3 separate regions of the Mus musculus genome follow, and regions 2 and 3 are each linked to region 1. Evidence: chromatin contacts called from public promoter capture Hi-C data. All regions are on one chromosome and are shown on one strand. The core of a region is the stretch at or near the end of the contact, and the rest is flanking DNA. Distances in the headings are between cores, read along the strand shown.

What was found. Promoter capture Hi-C pulls out the DNA fragments that hold promoters and counts their contacts.
Region 2: a contact with region 1 is called in a promoter capture Hi-C map of stem cell-derived epiblast-like cells, with 4 times the contacts expected there. The contact joins the promoter of Cldn3 here to the promoter of Eln in region 1. A contact is called at or near these places in 18 of 39 promoter capture datasets (the 3T3-L1 cell line, 3T3-L1-derived adipocytes, the C10 cell line and 12 more), 9 of 484 Hi-C or Micro-C datasets (the AML12 cell line, B cells, the C10 cell line and 4 more), 3 of 115 datasets of contacts at active chromatin or transcription factors (embryonic forebrain, epiblast stem cells and forebrain) and 1 of 9 other capture datasets (adipose tissue).
Region 3: a promoter capture Hi-C map of liver shows a contact between it and region 1, with 2.3 times the contacts expected there. The contact joins the promoter of Rfc2 here to the promoter of Eln in region 1. A contact is called at or near these places in 6 of 39 promoter capture datasets (the 3T3-L1 cell line, cranial neural crest, embryonic stem cells and 2 more), 1 of 115 datasets of contacts at active chromatin or transcription factors (embryonic stem cells) and 2 of 9 other capture datasets (adipose tissue and pancreatic islet).

Annotation. Positions count from the first base shown.
Region 1 is chr5:134,745,428-134,750,291 of GRCm38.p6, forward strand. It overlaps Eln (elastin), which reads right to left and starts at 1,896. Exons shown (of 37, transcript NM_007925.4): 1 at 1,730-1,896. The coding sequence starts at 1,814. Gm30003 (a long non-coding RNA gene) reads left to right here and starts at 285. Exons shown (of 4, transcript XR_868587.3): 1 at 285-1,881.
Region 2 is chr5:134,984,019-134,988,882 of GRCm38.p6, forward strand. It overlaps Cldn3 (claudin 3), which reads left to right and starts at 2,196. Exons shown (of 1, transcript NM_009902.4): 1 at 2,196-3,458. The coding sequence starts at 2,427. The coding sequence ends at 3,086. It overlaps Wbscr25 (Williams Beuren syndrome chromosome region 25 (human)), which reads right to left. Exons shown (of 5, transcript NR_026907.1): 5 at 3,415-3,572.
Region 3 is chr5:134,580,222-134,585,085 of GRCm38.p6, forward strand. Rfc2 (replication factor C (activator 1) 2) reads left to right here and starts at 2,469. Exons shown (of 11, transcript NM_020022.2): 1 at 2,469-2,665. The coding sequence starts at 2,568.

The DNA.
Region 1 (4,864 bases), core at 646-3,145:
CTCTGGTTTAATGTGGTGCTGGGGATAGAATGCAGAGCTCCGAGTGTGCAAATGAGAACTCTCCTAGGCGAGCCACGCCTCTAGCCTGCTTGTAGATGATACTGAGACAAGATCTCACTATAGCTCAGGCTGCCCTCGACTCGATAGCATCCTGTGTCAGGTGTGGTTTTTCATGCCTAACTTCAGCTTCCCTATTTGTAAAGATAAACAGTTTCTTTATGATGAACTAGTATAACCATCCAGGGAGAAGGGTGGGCAAATGTTACGAGACCACATCTGGGGCAGGAGGGTCAGGTGACCCAGAGACACTGCTCTTTAATGGGTCCTCCCGTTGGTACCCACAAACCTCAGTCTCGTTCCAGCCCTGGAACTCTTGTTCTACAGTGGGCTCCTAGCCCCCAGCAAGTAAGTCTCATGGGACAGATGCTGTTCTTATTCAGTCTCTGACCACAGCCCTGTCCAACCCCGCCCTGTAGCCTCCTGTCCCCAGTCCAAGTTCAGGTTCCCACAACAATGAGGTCTCTTAGGGAAACCAGACCCCAGCAGATGGTTCATAGGTTCACACCTCTTTCCCCACAGCTGGATGCACCTTTCATCTGGGAGCAGACTCCTTCCTCCCCATAACCCAACATGCCCGGTCAGGATACATATCAGATGACCAAAAGGATACCTTGAGGCTCAGCCTCTGATACCAGCCATGTCCTGATTGCCAGGAGATGGGCACTTTCCCCAGCTCACGCTCTGGCCTGTATTCCATCTCAGCAAACCCTCATACAGGCATGGACTCGCTCACGCTCACACACACACAGTGACGTCCTACACCTGGGCACCAGACGTCTTTAGGACATTTTTTTTTTAAGACAGCCTGATAGAACCCAAATGGCTCACTAGGTAGCCAATGATGTCTTGAATTCCTGATCCTCCGATGACCACCACACAGGTATGTGTCACCACGCCCACCTAGTTTACTCAGAGCTTTGAGAATGTTTAGCATGCCTTCCATCAACAGGGACGTCCTCAACCCTCCTGGTTGCTCTTGAGACGGGGTCTGGTTGGCTTTGAACTTACATGTTGGGGGTCACAGGTGTGGCTCACCACGCCCAGCTGGGTGTTGGACTTTGGCAGATCCCATCACACAACTTCACGGTTTGCCTCCCTGTACCTCCATCTGTCTAGGAACGGACTTGTGAACAGACCTTCATACCATCCCAGACACATTTCCTTCAGGGACATGCTTGGCTAGAACCTCACACTGACACCTGTGCAACATAGTATGAAACACACACGGGCGCATACACACACACACACACACACACACACACACACACACACACACACACAGAATCCGAACATCTCCAAGCAAAGACAAACCAGGATTGTCTCTCCCCAGGCTGGTATGTACACAGGTGTGCACAGGTATGCAAACTGCCACCACCACTGGAAAGTACTCAGGTGACTCAGAGGACCCCTTCGAGCTTGGACAGGAGGTAGGGACCATCCTGACTGGCGGGAGTGTAGCTTTGACAGGACCCCTAACACGGAGCTGGCTCCCAAGAGGAGACAGTTCCCAGAACCCTCCCTGTCTCGAGGAGGGGGGATCTGGAGCTGAAGGGCTCATCCATCTCCGGGATTCCCCATCAGTCTTGCCACCTGGCCGGCAGGGTCCCGCAGATTGTGGACAGCGTGGGACCAGCGAGGGGCAGCGTGGGACCGGCGAGGGGCCCCTTACCTCCAGGCTGCGCGGGATGGAGGAGGTTGAGCAAGAGGATCAGCAAGACGCCAGGCTGCGGGACTACCGCTGTCAGACCCGCCATCTCGGGGAGGACTGCCCCAGCCTGCTCTCAGCGCCTCGTTTTATCCCCAAAGCGTAATTGCTGCCTGGTAGGCTGCTGTGAGGGAAGGAGGGAGGGAGAGAGGGCGGGTGAGAGGAGGGCGGGAGGAGGGGGAGCTGGGGGAGGGGGCCGCGGGGGAGGGGGCAATTACGAAAGGCCAGACTTGCAAGCCTCCTAGGCTGAATCTGCCTCGACTATGGGTCTATTTTCCTGCACACACACACACACACACACACACACACACACACACACACACACACTGACGCGCGCGTGCTCTGCCCCCCCCCCCCCCCATCGCTTTCCCGCTTTCCCTCTGTAGCTGTTTGCTTGCTCCTGGCCCTGTTCCCGCCAGAAAGTGCAAGGGGGGCCTTTGCCAGGACAGCCCTCTGGAGAGGAAGCAGGAGGGAGGGCCCAGGCAGCCCGGCCAAAAAATCCCAGCCCTAGCCAAGGCTGGAGTAGCCAGGCCCCCGCCCCTCTGCCTGGGCCCCAGGCCCAGTGTGGGGACACAGGCCAGCTGTCCCGCGCCTCAGCTCCCACCCTGGTCCTGCAGACACCCCAACACCCCCAAGCCTGGCTAGAGACAGGCTTTACCCAAAACTGGGTTAGGTAGGTTGATGGGGCTAAGGGAGTCTGCCTATAGAGTTCAAGGTCTGCGAGCAGAATTGTCTGGGAGAGAGAATAGGATAGACATGGTACCGTGGGGGCATTTTAGGAACAGATTAGAGACCTTGACATACGATCTAGTTCATCATGGTTGAGACAGGTCTTAGCCATCTGTTTGAAGCCTGGGAAAGGGTGTTGGATCTATGGGTCTATGGTTGCAGAGACCAAGGGGCTGAGGTCAGGCGAGTGGCTTGGGAGTGAGAGCCATGTATTTAGTGTCTCCCTAGGGCTCAAAGATGATCCTTGCATAAGGTGTTGGTTGGTTCTGTAAGGGCCACGAGCACAGCTTTGCACCGCCCCTGAGCAAGGCACAGTGTCCAACAGAGGTCATACTGGGTCTTAGGTGCCTGGTAGGGAACATGGAGGTGGGAGCTCTGTGCAGGTGACTATTAACTCAGTATTCTCCTTCTTGCTTGTTCACCACCTGTCCAATGCTCTCACTTGCATCTGGAAACTGATTCTCTTGGAGGCTCTGGGAAGGCTTGATGATGCTATTCCTCTACTGGCCAGAAGGGGGCAGCCTATGCTGAACCAGCAGAGAGCCCTCCAGGAAAGCTTGCGATCAGTGCCCTGGCCACCCTGTCCCTGAGCATATGGAGATCCTGTAAGGCTTTAAGGAATGTGAAGTGTAGGTCAGAGAAAGATTATGTCATTCTCAGACTCCTGAGTGTATGTGGAGTACTGTAGGACAGGAGAGGGAGATGGTTGCTTGCTGTATACAGGTCATAGTTGGTTAGAAGAAAAAGTCTAGGCCATAGGTCCTAGAGTCTTTCTCTTGTAGGGGGTGGTGCAGAGGGGTGAGTTAAAGATGTCTTATCAGATGTCTTATACAGTACAGGGCATAGAGGAGTCTGCAGAGATGACAGCATTGGCGGAGGTGGGGGTGGGAGATCAAAGGCAGGTGGCTTAGGTGGACCTGGGCTAATTTTTGGTTCTCTTGTCTTGGTGCTCTTGTGTTTCTTCTTCTTCTTCTTCTTCTTCTTCTTCTTCTTCTTCTTCTTCTTCTTCTTCTTCTTCTTCTTCTTCTTCTTCTTCTTCTTCTTCTTCTTCTTCTTCTTCTTCTTCTTCTTCTTCTCCTCCTCCTCCTCCTCCTCCTCCTCCTCCTCCTCCTCCTTCTCCTTCTCCTTCTCCTTCTCCTTCTTCTTCTCCTCCTTCTCCTCCTCCTCCTCCTTCTCTTTCTCCTCCTCCTCCTTCTTCTTTTCTTCTCCTTCATTTCCTCCTCCTCCTCTTTTTCCTCTTCTCCCTCTCCTACTTTTCTTCCTCTTCCTCCTTCTCTCTTCTTTCTATCCTCCTTCATTTCCTCTCTCCTTCCTTCTATTTCTTCCCCATAATTCCCTTTACTCTTTCCTTTCTCCCCCTCCTATGTCTTCCTCTTCATTCTTCCCCCTTCCTTCCTTCCTTCCTTCCTTCCTTCCTTCCTTCCTTCCTTCCTTCCTTTCTTCCTTCCTTCCTGCCTTTCTCCTTCTGTCTCCTTTCCCCTCCCTTCTCTCTTTCCTTACTTCTTTTTCCCTCTCTCCCGTTCCTCTCTTCCTCCATTTCTTCCAAGATGCTCACAGTCTCACTATATAACCCAGGCTGGCCTTGAACCCCAGAGCCTCCTGACTCAGCCTCCTGAGCATTGGGATAATTGTGTACCTCTGTAGAGCTCGCTTGTCTCATCTGTTTGCTGATGCCAGCTATCCTTAACTAGGAAACTCAGCACAAAGACAAGGAAAGCTTGGGCACACGTTTCTACCCTGAGCCCAGAAGTGTTCTGTATCCATTTGGTACCAACAGTATCATGGCTGAAGCTAGGTCTACAATCTCTGCCCCCGTTTGTGGTGTAGCTGTCTGGCTCAACAGAGCCTCTACTGTGTCAGTCTGAGATCTTAGACAATTTCCCCCATCCCATGATCTACCACCCAAGACATCACCAGAATTTTGGAAAAGGGAGACATGATAGGAGGATCATCTCAGAGCTTGGCACGGCGCTTGTGCGGCGGGAGCAGGAGGTCGTAGTGTTCAGTTCCATTGTGTGTGTATGTGCCATGGCATGCATGTGGGGATCAGAGGAGCTTGCAGGAATGGGCTCACTGCTCCCTCCAAGCGGGTCCTGGGACTTGAACTCAGGTCATCAGGCTCTCCAGGAAGCTTCCTTTACTCCCTGAACCATCTTCATGACTGGAGGATAGAGTGATACCAGCCTGAGTTAAATAGCATGCTCCAGGTTAGCTTGGGCTGCTTTGCAATACCTGATCTTATAGAGCAAAAGACATGGGTATAGTGGTGCATTCTTGGAATCTCAGCACTTGGGAGGCAGAGGCAGAAGAAACAGAAGTCCAAAGTCATCTGTGTTACGTAGTGAATCTGAAGCCAGACTGGGCTCCATG
Region 2 (4,864 bases), core at 946-3,445, 240 kb after region 1:
CCCTGGACATAGAGCCCTGGCAGGACAGGTTGCTGAAACAAGGGAAAGTGCTAAGTCAATTACCTCTCAGAGCACCCAGCCCTGTTCTAGGCATCGGGAGTGTCACATAATAAAACAGGCAAAAATGTTTGTCCTTGGAACATTCTGAATGTCCTGGTGGTGGTAACAGACCGGAGCAGAGACAAAGAAACAAATAAATGAGAAACCAAGCGTGGCCTCTCTCACAAAGAAGCTTGCCACTTGTGCAGGGGAGGCAAAACAACCTGGAGTTTAAGGCCACCCTGGGGCGGGGAGGAGTGGAGGGGGCGGGGTGGGGGGGACCGGGAGGAGGGAGCGGGAGGGAGAGAAAAAAGGAAAGCAGGGAGAGAAAAGGAGGGAGGGGGGAAGAAAGGAAAGCCAGAGGCCACTTTAGATAATGTCAAATATGAAAGAAAACAAAGGTATCAAAGTGGCAAAGAGAACAGTGCTTCCAGCACATGGGAAGCAGAGGCAGGTGGATCTGTGAGTTCCGGGCCAGCCTGGTCTACAGCACAAGTTCCAGGACAGCCAGGGCTACAACAGAGAAACCCTGTCTCGAAAACAAAACAAAACAAAACAAAACAGAAAAAGAACGTGGCATTGTGGGTAAGAAGCTGGGACGATTTTGTTGTCCTGTTTCTATTTGGGTGCAGGGTTCCAAGCCACCCACACTGACCTCCAAATCAGCTGGGGAGGATCTCGGTGTGGTGCTTGCTGAAGTGCCATCCATCTATTAGGGTTTATTCCGTGCCAGGGACAGACCAGAGGCTTCGTGCAGGCTGGCCAAGCACTCTAGCCACTGAGCTCCATCTCCAGCCTCTGAAACTATGAAGCGAGGTCAGTGAGCTATGCGGAGAGCTGTAGGAGTGTCTCATGGAGAAAGGACCCCAAGCACGGGTCCTCGAAGAGGATGTATAGGAAACTAAACCAAAAGAGCTGTATCCTAGCTGAGGTGAAGGGAAGAGGCAACGGGAGAAGTCGGAGCATGCGCCACCCCAAGGTGTGCGGCAGGGGAGTCAGTGTCCGGAGGCAAAAGGAATTGGTGTTTTGGGGGCTTTTTTGGTGTTACTTTGTAGCTTGTTTGAGCCAGGGTCTCATGTAGCCCATCTGGCTTTGAATTCTCCGTGTCGCCAAGATGGTCTTGAACTCCTGCCTGCCTCCACTTTCCCAAGCTCTGGGACTACAGGCATGGCATGCTGCACAGGGCTTCTGCACAGGAGTTGTGAGACACAGTTTCGCTGTATCTGGCCTTGAACTCACAGCTGTCTGCTTGCCTCAGCCTCAGGCAGGAGCCAACACACCTGGCTAGACGTCTTTTTTTTTTCTCATGTGTATCAAATCTCTTTCCCACTGTTCACTCACCCTGGTACTCACTCTGCCCCGCCCCCACCCCCAAAGGAAAGAAAACAAGACTCCATCTAGAGAACCTCCGTGGGGGAAAGCAGCTTCTAGGTGGGCGGGCATTTGAGCTAAGCCATGTAGGCTTGCCACCAGCCCAGGTCACATGAGGGTGCTGGACAAGAATTTGAACTCAACACCGGTCCCTGAGGTGCAGAGTGGGCTCTGCAGGTGGTCGTTGTCCCTGGTTTCAGAGTTCTGTATATCAGGTTGCACTTGGACAAGGCCAGAGTGCTTGTGTCAAAGCCTGAGGGACTTGGAGCAGGTGCTACAATTCCATCCACCTACGGCGACAAACAGCCTCAGCCACGCCCCCACCTAGGTCCTCCCAGTCCGGGTTGTCCAGAGGAATTGGCCGCGCCTCCATCCTACGCCTCCCGCGCTAAAGAAGACGGAGGTGGGGGACAAGAGAGTCAAGCAGTTTACAATTGGTGATTTGCACTTCAAATCCTTGAAGCGCCCCTCCCACTCTGTATAGCTCTAGAGAATTCGTTATGCTTAAGGAGCTTGGGGAGGTTGGGAAGGGAGGGAGCTTAGACGACCCCGCCCTCCTTCGATACACACTCTCCCACCCCACCCCCACCCCCGCCACACACAACACATACACTTCAGCATTGAGGTTCTAGCCAAATCCTTTCTCCTATGGTGAAGGGGGTTGGGGAGGACGGACCGGACTGGACGGGACACACGTCACTGTCCCCTGGGCCAGAAGAGCGAGCTCCACCCTCCTCCTCTAGGCACCAAGCTAAGTCCAACCCACCCCATCCCAGAGCCAACCCAGTCTCAGAAGCCAGTCTCCAAAGCCACAGGCAGGTGCAGGGGCAGTCTCTGTGCGAGCCCCAGGAGAGGAGCCGTTAAGCGCGCTCCGTCCTTTGCCACCCACCCGTCGTTCCCGGCGACAGACGTCCGTCAGTTTTCGAAGGGCAGTTGATTCCCAGGTCCAGCGGCCGCGATCCCTGGTCTCCCAGTCCCCTGAGCTGCCCGGCCGAGCCGGTTCAAGTCCAGCAGCCATGTCCATGGGCCTGGAGATCACCGGCACGTCGCTGGCCGTGCTGGGCTGGCTGTGCACCATCGTGTGCTGCGCCCTTCCCATGTGGCGCGTTTCGGCCTTCATCGGCAGCAGCATCATCACGGCGCAGATCACCTGGGAGGGCCTGTGGATGAACTGCGTGGTGCAGAGCACCGGTCAGATGCAGTGCAAAATGTACGACTCGCTGCTGGCCCTGCCGCAGGACCTGCAGGCCGCCCGAGCCCTCATCGTGGTGTCCATCCTGCTGGCCGCCTTCGGGCTCCTCGTGGCGCTCGTGGGCGCCCAGTGTACCAACTGCGTACAAGACGAGACGGCCAAGGCCAAGATCACCATCGTGGCGGGAGTGCTTTTCCTGTTGGCGGCTCTGCTCACCTTAGTACCGGTGTCCTGGTCGGCCAACACCATCATCAGGGATTTCTATAACCCGTTGGTGCCCGAGGCCCAGAAGCGGGAGATGGGAGCTGGGTTGTACGTGGGCTGGGCTGCCGCCGCGCTGCAGTTGCTAGGGGGCGCCTTGCTGTGTTGCTCCTGCCCACCGCGCGACAAGTATGCACCCACCAAGATCCTCTATTCTGCGCCGCGATCCACCGGCCCTGGCACCGGTACCGGCACCGCCTACGACCGCAAGGACTACGTCTGAGGGGCCGGGTGCACGCAGACCGTACCGTCACCACTACCAGCAGTCGATGAACCCCACCCGTCCAGCGTGCAGCCTCGCGTCTGAGACCACCCCACCTTCCAGATGGTGACAGACGACACACAGTCTGCTTGCTAGGCTGGAAGAGGACAGACAGGCTGGCATCTCCCCTTCTCCGGCTGCCACCTGACTACCGGGCCTAGGAACTGTCCAAGCCGAATGGACAAAGAAACCTCGCCCTTCCCAAGAACTGGGCTGGGGTGGCCACTGCAGCTACTTGCCAGCCCCGCAGAAGCTCACAGTGGGCAGAGACAGGCAAACCATGAAACGGGCCATTTCATATTTTTCAATAAAAGTCTTTCGTTTTTTGCAGTCGCTGGAGCTTCCTTATCCTGAACGCCACCGCACAGGCTACCACCTCCCCTACGGGGCACCTGCTGGGGACTGTCCCTCGAATAGCCCTCATCACGGGCAGCGAGCTTTAAACAGCTTCACAGGTTGAGTAAGGAGAAAGTGGGGGTACACATGAGTTTTTGTGCTCACTAGGTGGGTAACACTTGGGAGATATCCCAGCACTGATCTCCACAGACCCTATGGCGAGCGAGGTTTATCTAGCAATCCAGCCAGAGGGCGTATGAGGAACTCTGCTGGAGAGGGGCAAGGGGAAGAACACAGGGACTCTTCTCTGGGACAGCCTAGTTGGTTTGTGCTTGTATCCACAGCCTTGCTCCGGGCATTTGGGGTAGCTGATGTGCAAGCTAAAGAATTACATTCTCTACCGAGATTTCATATTTGGAGACGTGGAACAAAAAGACCTATTGTTCAGACCAAATGCCTCACCTAAAGGACTGCCATTCAGACAGACGGTGGGGATGTGGCTCAGTGGTAGGACACTTGTGTAGCATGCATGGGGCTTGGGTTCCATTCCCAGCACTGGGAGTGTTGGGGGACACCTAAAAGGGACATTTGGCAAAGTCTTCTGACTTGGAGGTGGAGAGATGAGGGGAAAGGCCACCCCACCTTCTTCCCAGTGCCCTCAAGGGAGGGAGGGACCCAGCTTTAAACAATATTGAGACTGGAGGCACCTCTTGGACAAGGTAAAGGGAACTGAGGCGGGGCTCTTGGAGGGGGACAGGTCCCTGGCTTCCTAGGCTTTAAAAGGGTGACATCGTCTGGAAAGTGTAGGTGGAAATGTAGTTCAAGGTTGGCCTCTCTAACACTTAGAAATTTCTTTTCTCTTTCCTTTCCTTTTTTCTTTTCTTTCCTTTCCCTTTTTCTTTCCTTTCCTTTCCTTTTTCCTTTCCTTTCCTTTCCTTTCTTCTTTTCCTCTTCTTTTCTTTTCTTTTCTTTTCTTTTCTTTTCTTTTCTTTTCTCCTTTGAGACAGGGTTTCTCTGTGTAGCCCTGGCTGTCCTGGAACTCACTCTGTAGACCAGGCTGGCCTCAAACTTTCAGAGATCCGCCTGCCTCTCTGCCTCCCTAGTGCTAGGGTTAAGGGTGTGTGTCACCACTGACCAACTTCATTTTTCTTTATTTTCCTTTTCTTTTCTCTCTTTCTCTTTCGTTTGTTTGTTTGTTTGTTTGTTGACAGAGTCTCTCTACAGAGCCCTGGCTGTTTTGGAACTCATGTAGACCAGACTGACTACCATGCCTGCTTCACATATCAATTTCAAAGCTAGCCTGGACTACGTGAGCTGTCTCAAAAAGCGGGGAGGGGGCATGTTGGAGCATGGCTTTAATCCCAGCACAGTGGAGGCAGGAAGATCTCTGTGAGTTGGAGACC
Region 3 (4,864 bases), core at 1,219-3,718, 160 kb before region 1:
TTGATACTGTTTGCAAAACATATCAATGACATATCACACCACGTAAACTAGAAAAAGAGGAAGGAAGGAGGGAAGGAAAGAAAAGAAAAGAAACTGACAAGGTCTTCTTCAGAAACCATTAAGCTTTGCTGAGAAGGGGGTAAAAATCAATAGATAGGTAGATCCTAGAAAACAAGAAATTAAATACAAACAAGCCTACCATACTGAAATACTCCAAGTGGTGGTGCTGCTACAGGCAGGACAAGCCTGAAGCTGAGGTCAGGCTGCACTGGCCTCTCAGTCTCCTCTGAGGATGCTGGAAGCTCTGGGTCCGTCCCCTGCACTGCATACACTGAGCATGGATGCGTGTCTGCAATCCCAGCATTCCAGAGGTAGAGGCAGGGGGTTCAGAAGTTCAAGACCTGGGTGTTGCAGTGCCTTCAATTTCAGCTCTTGGGAAGCAGAAGCAGGTGGATGTTTGTGAGTTCGAGGCCAGCCTGGTCTACATAGTGAGTTCCAGGACAAGCAGGGCTACATAGTGGGGCCCTATCTTGAAACAACAGAGAGGAGAGAGAGAGAGAGAGAGAGAGAGAGAGAGAGAGAGAGAGAGAGAGAGAGAGAGAGAGAGAGAGAGAGAACATTCTTGTCTCTGTCTCCCATCAATCATTTGCTCAGGGATTCATAAGACACATCTTACCCAAGTTGGGTGCAACTGGTCTCTTGTGGCTCTGTAGATGAAGAGGTCCCAGCGCTGTCAGCAGGGACATGCTCACTGAGGAAATGTCAACAGACCAGAAACCAAAGGAAAGAAAGGCTCAATGATCAGCCACCCACAGCTGAGGTCTTAAAGGTCACCCCACATCCAGGGACATAAAATCCGTCCTCTGTGCCCATCAGTAAAAGTTCTCTCCTTGTTTTCTTATTGCTAAAGAGGGAACACAACAACAAAGCATGACCAGAAGTGGTGGCACAGCCTTTAATTTCAGCATTCCAAGGACAGGGGTGGGGGGATCTCCCCTGGTTCAAGTCCAGCCTGGTTCACACATCCAGGTCAGCCAGGGCTACAGAGACACCTTCTCAACAGCAACAATAACAAAAAGCAAGGAAAGCAATTAAAAAACTGCTAATGTTTAGCCAAAGAGTTCAAATAAAAACCTTTGTGCTTACCAGAGGCACTCCGTGGGATGTGTCTGGGCAGGCAGACTACGAAAATAAGCAGTTTGCTGAGGTTGCTAACGGTAGGGCGAGCCTGCTTGGAAATCACCAGCCTTAAACCTTGAAAATGCCACCTTGGAGAAAACCATTTTTTTTTCCTCGTTGATACTGGTGGAACCCAGGCTTCTGACCCATGCCCTATTATTTCTTTAAGAATCTCATGTACCCCAGGCTGGCATCTGTCTTTCAAGTGCTGAAGCTACAGGTATGTGTCATGTCAGCTTTTTTTGTTGTAGTTGCTTTGTTGAGACAGAGTCTCCCTTTTCTAGTCCCAGAACTCACTCTCCTCCTGCCCGGCTTGTTAGTAGTGTAAGAATGGCAGGTGTGGGACTGGAGAGATGGCTCAGTGGTTAAAAGCACTGACTACTCTTCCAAAGGTCTTGAGTTCAAGTCCCAGCAACAACATGGTGGCTCACAGCCATCCATAATGAGATCTGATGCTCTCTTCTGAGGTGTCTAAAGACAACTACAGTGTACTCACATATGATTAAAAAAAAAAAAAAAAAAAAAAAAAAAAAAGAATGACAGGTGTGTGTTACTTTACCTGGCCAGAAAGTATCTTTAGTTTTGTTATTGTTGTATTTTTTTTGTTTTTTTGTTTAATTTTTGTGATAGCTCTGAAATTTGTGATAGTACATAGCTCTGGCTGGCCTTGAACTTACAAAGATCCATGTGCCTCTGCTCCCAAGTACTGGAATTAAAGACCTGTGCCACCAAACCTGGGCCTAGAAAGCATCTCTTTAAAAATACTTATTTAGCCGGGCGTGGTGGCCCACGCCTTTAATCCCAGTACTTGGGAGGCAGAGGCAGGCGGATTTCTGAGTTCGAAGCCAGCCTGGTCTACAAAGTGAGTTCCAGGACAGCCAGGGCTACACAGAGAAACCCTGTCTCGAAAAACCAAAACCAAAACAAAACAAAAAAAACCTTATTTTAGCCAGGCATTGGTGGCACACACAAGAGATAGAGGCAGGCAGATCTCTGAAATCAAGACCAGCCTGGTCTACACAGTGAGTTTCAGAGCAGTCAAGGGCTACACAGAGAAACCCTGTCTCAAAAAAAATAAAAGTCCATGAAAGTAAAAAGAAATGAAATGATTTTATTTTATCTTATTTAATGTCACAATTAAATAAGATATAATAAAATGTCTCCCCCCCCCCCCCCCCCGCCTCTCAAACGCCAGCTCCTGAGATCACTGCGGCCTCTAGCGGCCAGGGATGGCTACGCGGTGCTCTCTGCGCAGGCGCAGGAAGAGATTCACCGCCTCTATAACGCACTTCCGCTTTCCTCTCGGCGTTGCCCGGAAACCAGGACCCAGACTTCCGTCAAAGCGGCATGGGGCGGGGCCTCGGGTGGCGGGAAGAGCAGCCACCGGAATGGAGGTTCAGGAGAGTGGCTGTGACCCATCCGAGAGTGGGGCGCAGGAGCCCTCGCCTGTCCCCAGCAAGACCGCCGGCCACTACGAGCTGCCGTGGTGAGCCTGCAGCCATAGTAACGCGCGCGTAGACGTGAGGGCGGGCCGAGCTCCAGGAACCCTGGGTTCGACCTGGGTCTAGGGGACAGAGAAGGTGCAGATGTCCCCAGGAGCGCAGATTTCCCCTTTCCTTCTTGAAGCTAGATATTCTGTTTTTCTTTCTTTCTTTTCTTTTCTTTTTCTTTCTTTCTTTCTTTTTTTTTTTGAGATCGTGTCCTGTGTAACCCAAGCTGGACTCGAACTCACTACGTAGCAAAGGATGACTTTGAACGTTGATCCTGGGGTGACAGGGCATGCATTACTTCCGTAAAGCAGTGCTGGGGATGGAACACAGAGCCTCGTGCACGCTAAGCTAGCACTCTACGGACTGAGGCCCATTCACAGCCCTGGGGTTCACTGTGAAGCCCAAGCTGGTCTTGAAGTTTCTGCAGTTCTCCTGCTTCAGCTTCCCAAATACTGGAATGGCAGGTGTAAGCCACCAGGCAAAGGTAGAGATTTTTATTTATGGAAATTGAGGAATATGTGTCTCGAGGTTCATCTAAATGATGCTTAAACGTGACTAATAGGCCCTCATGCAGTGCAATGCTAATGGCTTTTATTTATTTTATGTATATGAGTATACTGTAGCTGTCTTCAGACACACCAGAAGAGGGCATCAGAACCCATCACGGATGGTTGTGAGCCACCACTATGGGAATTGAGCTCAAGGCCTTTGGAAGAGCGGGCAGTGCTCGTCACCGCTGAGCCATCTCTCCAGCCCTGGCCTCATATTTTTTTATTTGTTTAAAAATCTCATCTTAAAAAACTATTAGCTTTAGCCAGGTGGTGGCACACACCTTTGATCCCAGCACTTGGAAGTCAGAGGCAAGTGATTCTCTGAGTTGGAGGCCAGCCAGGGCTACACATAGAAACACTGTTTAACAAAACAAAACTCTGTGTGTGTGTGTGTTTCACTTTTGTTACGGTAGGTCTCACCACCCTAAGCTAGCTGCAGACTTTCTGTATAGTCGAGAATGACGAATTCTGACCCCACTGTGTCTTCTGCCTATGGACAGGGGCTGCAGGTGAATTTTGAGCTTTTAGTTTTTGCATGGAACTTGCTGCCAGACCACATGCTAGCATGGAGCTACCCCAGCACTAGTTTTTCTTTATCAAAAGTAAGGTTTCTGACAGCAGACCACAGAGAGGTTCCTCGGTTCACTGAACTATCTCTCCAGAGCAATGGTTCTCAACTTCCCTAATGCTGTGACCCTTTCATACAGTGCCTCATGTTGGGGTGCCCCCCCAACTATAAAATTTTTATTGCTACTTCATAGCTGCAATTCTGCTGCTGTTATGTTATATGATGTCAATATCTAAGTTTATTGGTGGCCTTATGCATTCCCTGAGGAAGGGTCAGTCAACAGCCCCGGGCGGGGGTGGGGGGTCCTCGACCCACAGGTTGAGAATGCTGGCCTAAAGTGTAAAGTATACTAGAAAAGTATGCAAACTGGAAATATCCCTCAGTGGCAGACCCTTGCCTGGCATGCTCAGGGCCTAGGGTTTCATCCCCAGCACTCAAAAAAGAAAAGGAAAGTAAAGAAAAGAAAATGCACCATGTATATAATTTAGCATTGTCTGGTAGCCATCGAAATAAGTAAAAAGAAAGTGGGTATCCCCTTGGAGTAGCTCACACCTTAGCTACACAGGGAGTGTGAGGCCAATGGTTAGAGTGCTTGACAACCCAGTGTAATCCTGGATCCTACACTTTGGAAGGAGAGAACCGACTCCCAGAGTTGTCCTCTGATCTCCACGCCTGTGCCATGGCACATATAAATAATAAACATGGACGGATATATACTTAAGGCTGGAGGTGGTGGAGCTCTTGAGTTCAAGGCCAGCCTGCTCTCTATCAGGAGTTCCAGTCTGGCAAGAACTACGTAGAGAAGCCCTGTCTCCAAAAATAGAGAGGGAAAGGAGAGAAAACAGCAGAATATAAAAAAAGAGCAAAGGAAACTGATGGTCAGATCACAGTAAATCTACAACATCTGTACGCAGAGCTGGAAAACGTCCTTTTGACTTTTAATGTTGCTTGTTCATTTAAAAAGCAGAACTTGGTGGTCAGGAGGCTGAGATAGACAGATCATGAGTTCCAGGCCATCAGGAGATGTGGTCCAGTTGATAGGGCGCTTGCTGTCAAATGGAAACCCACATTTCCAT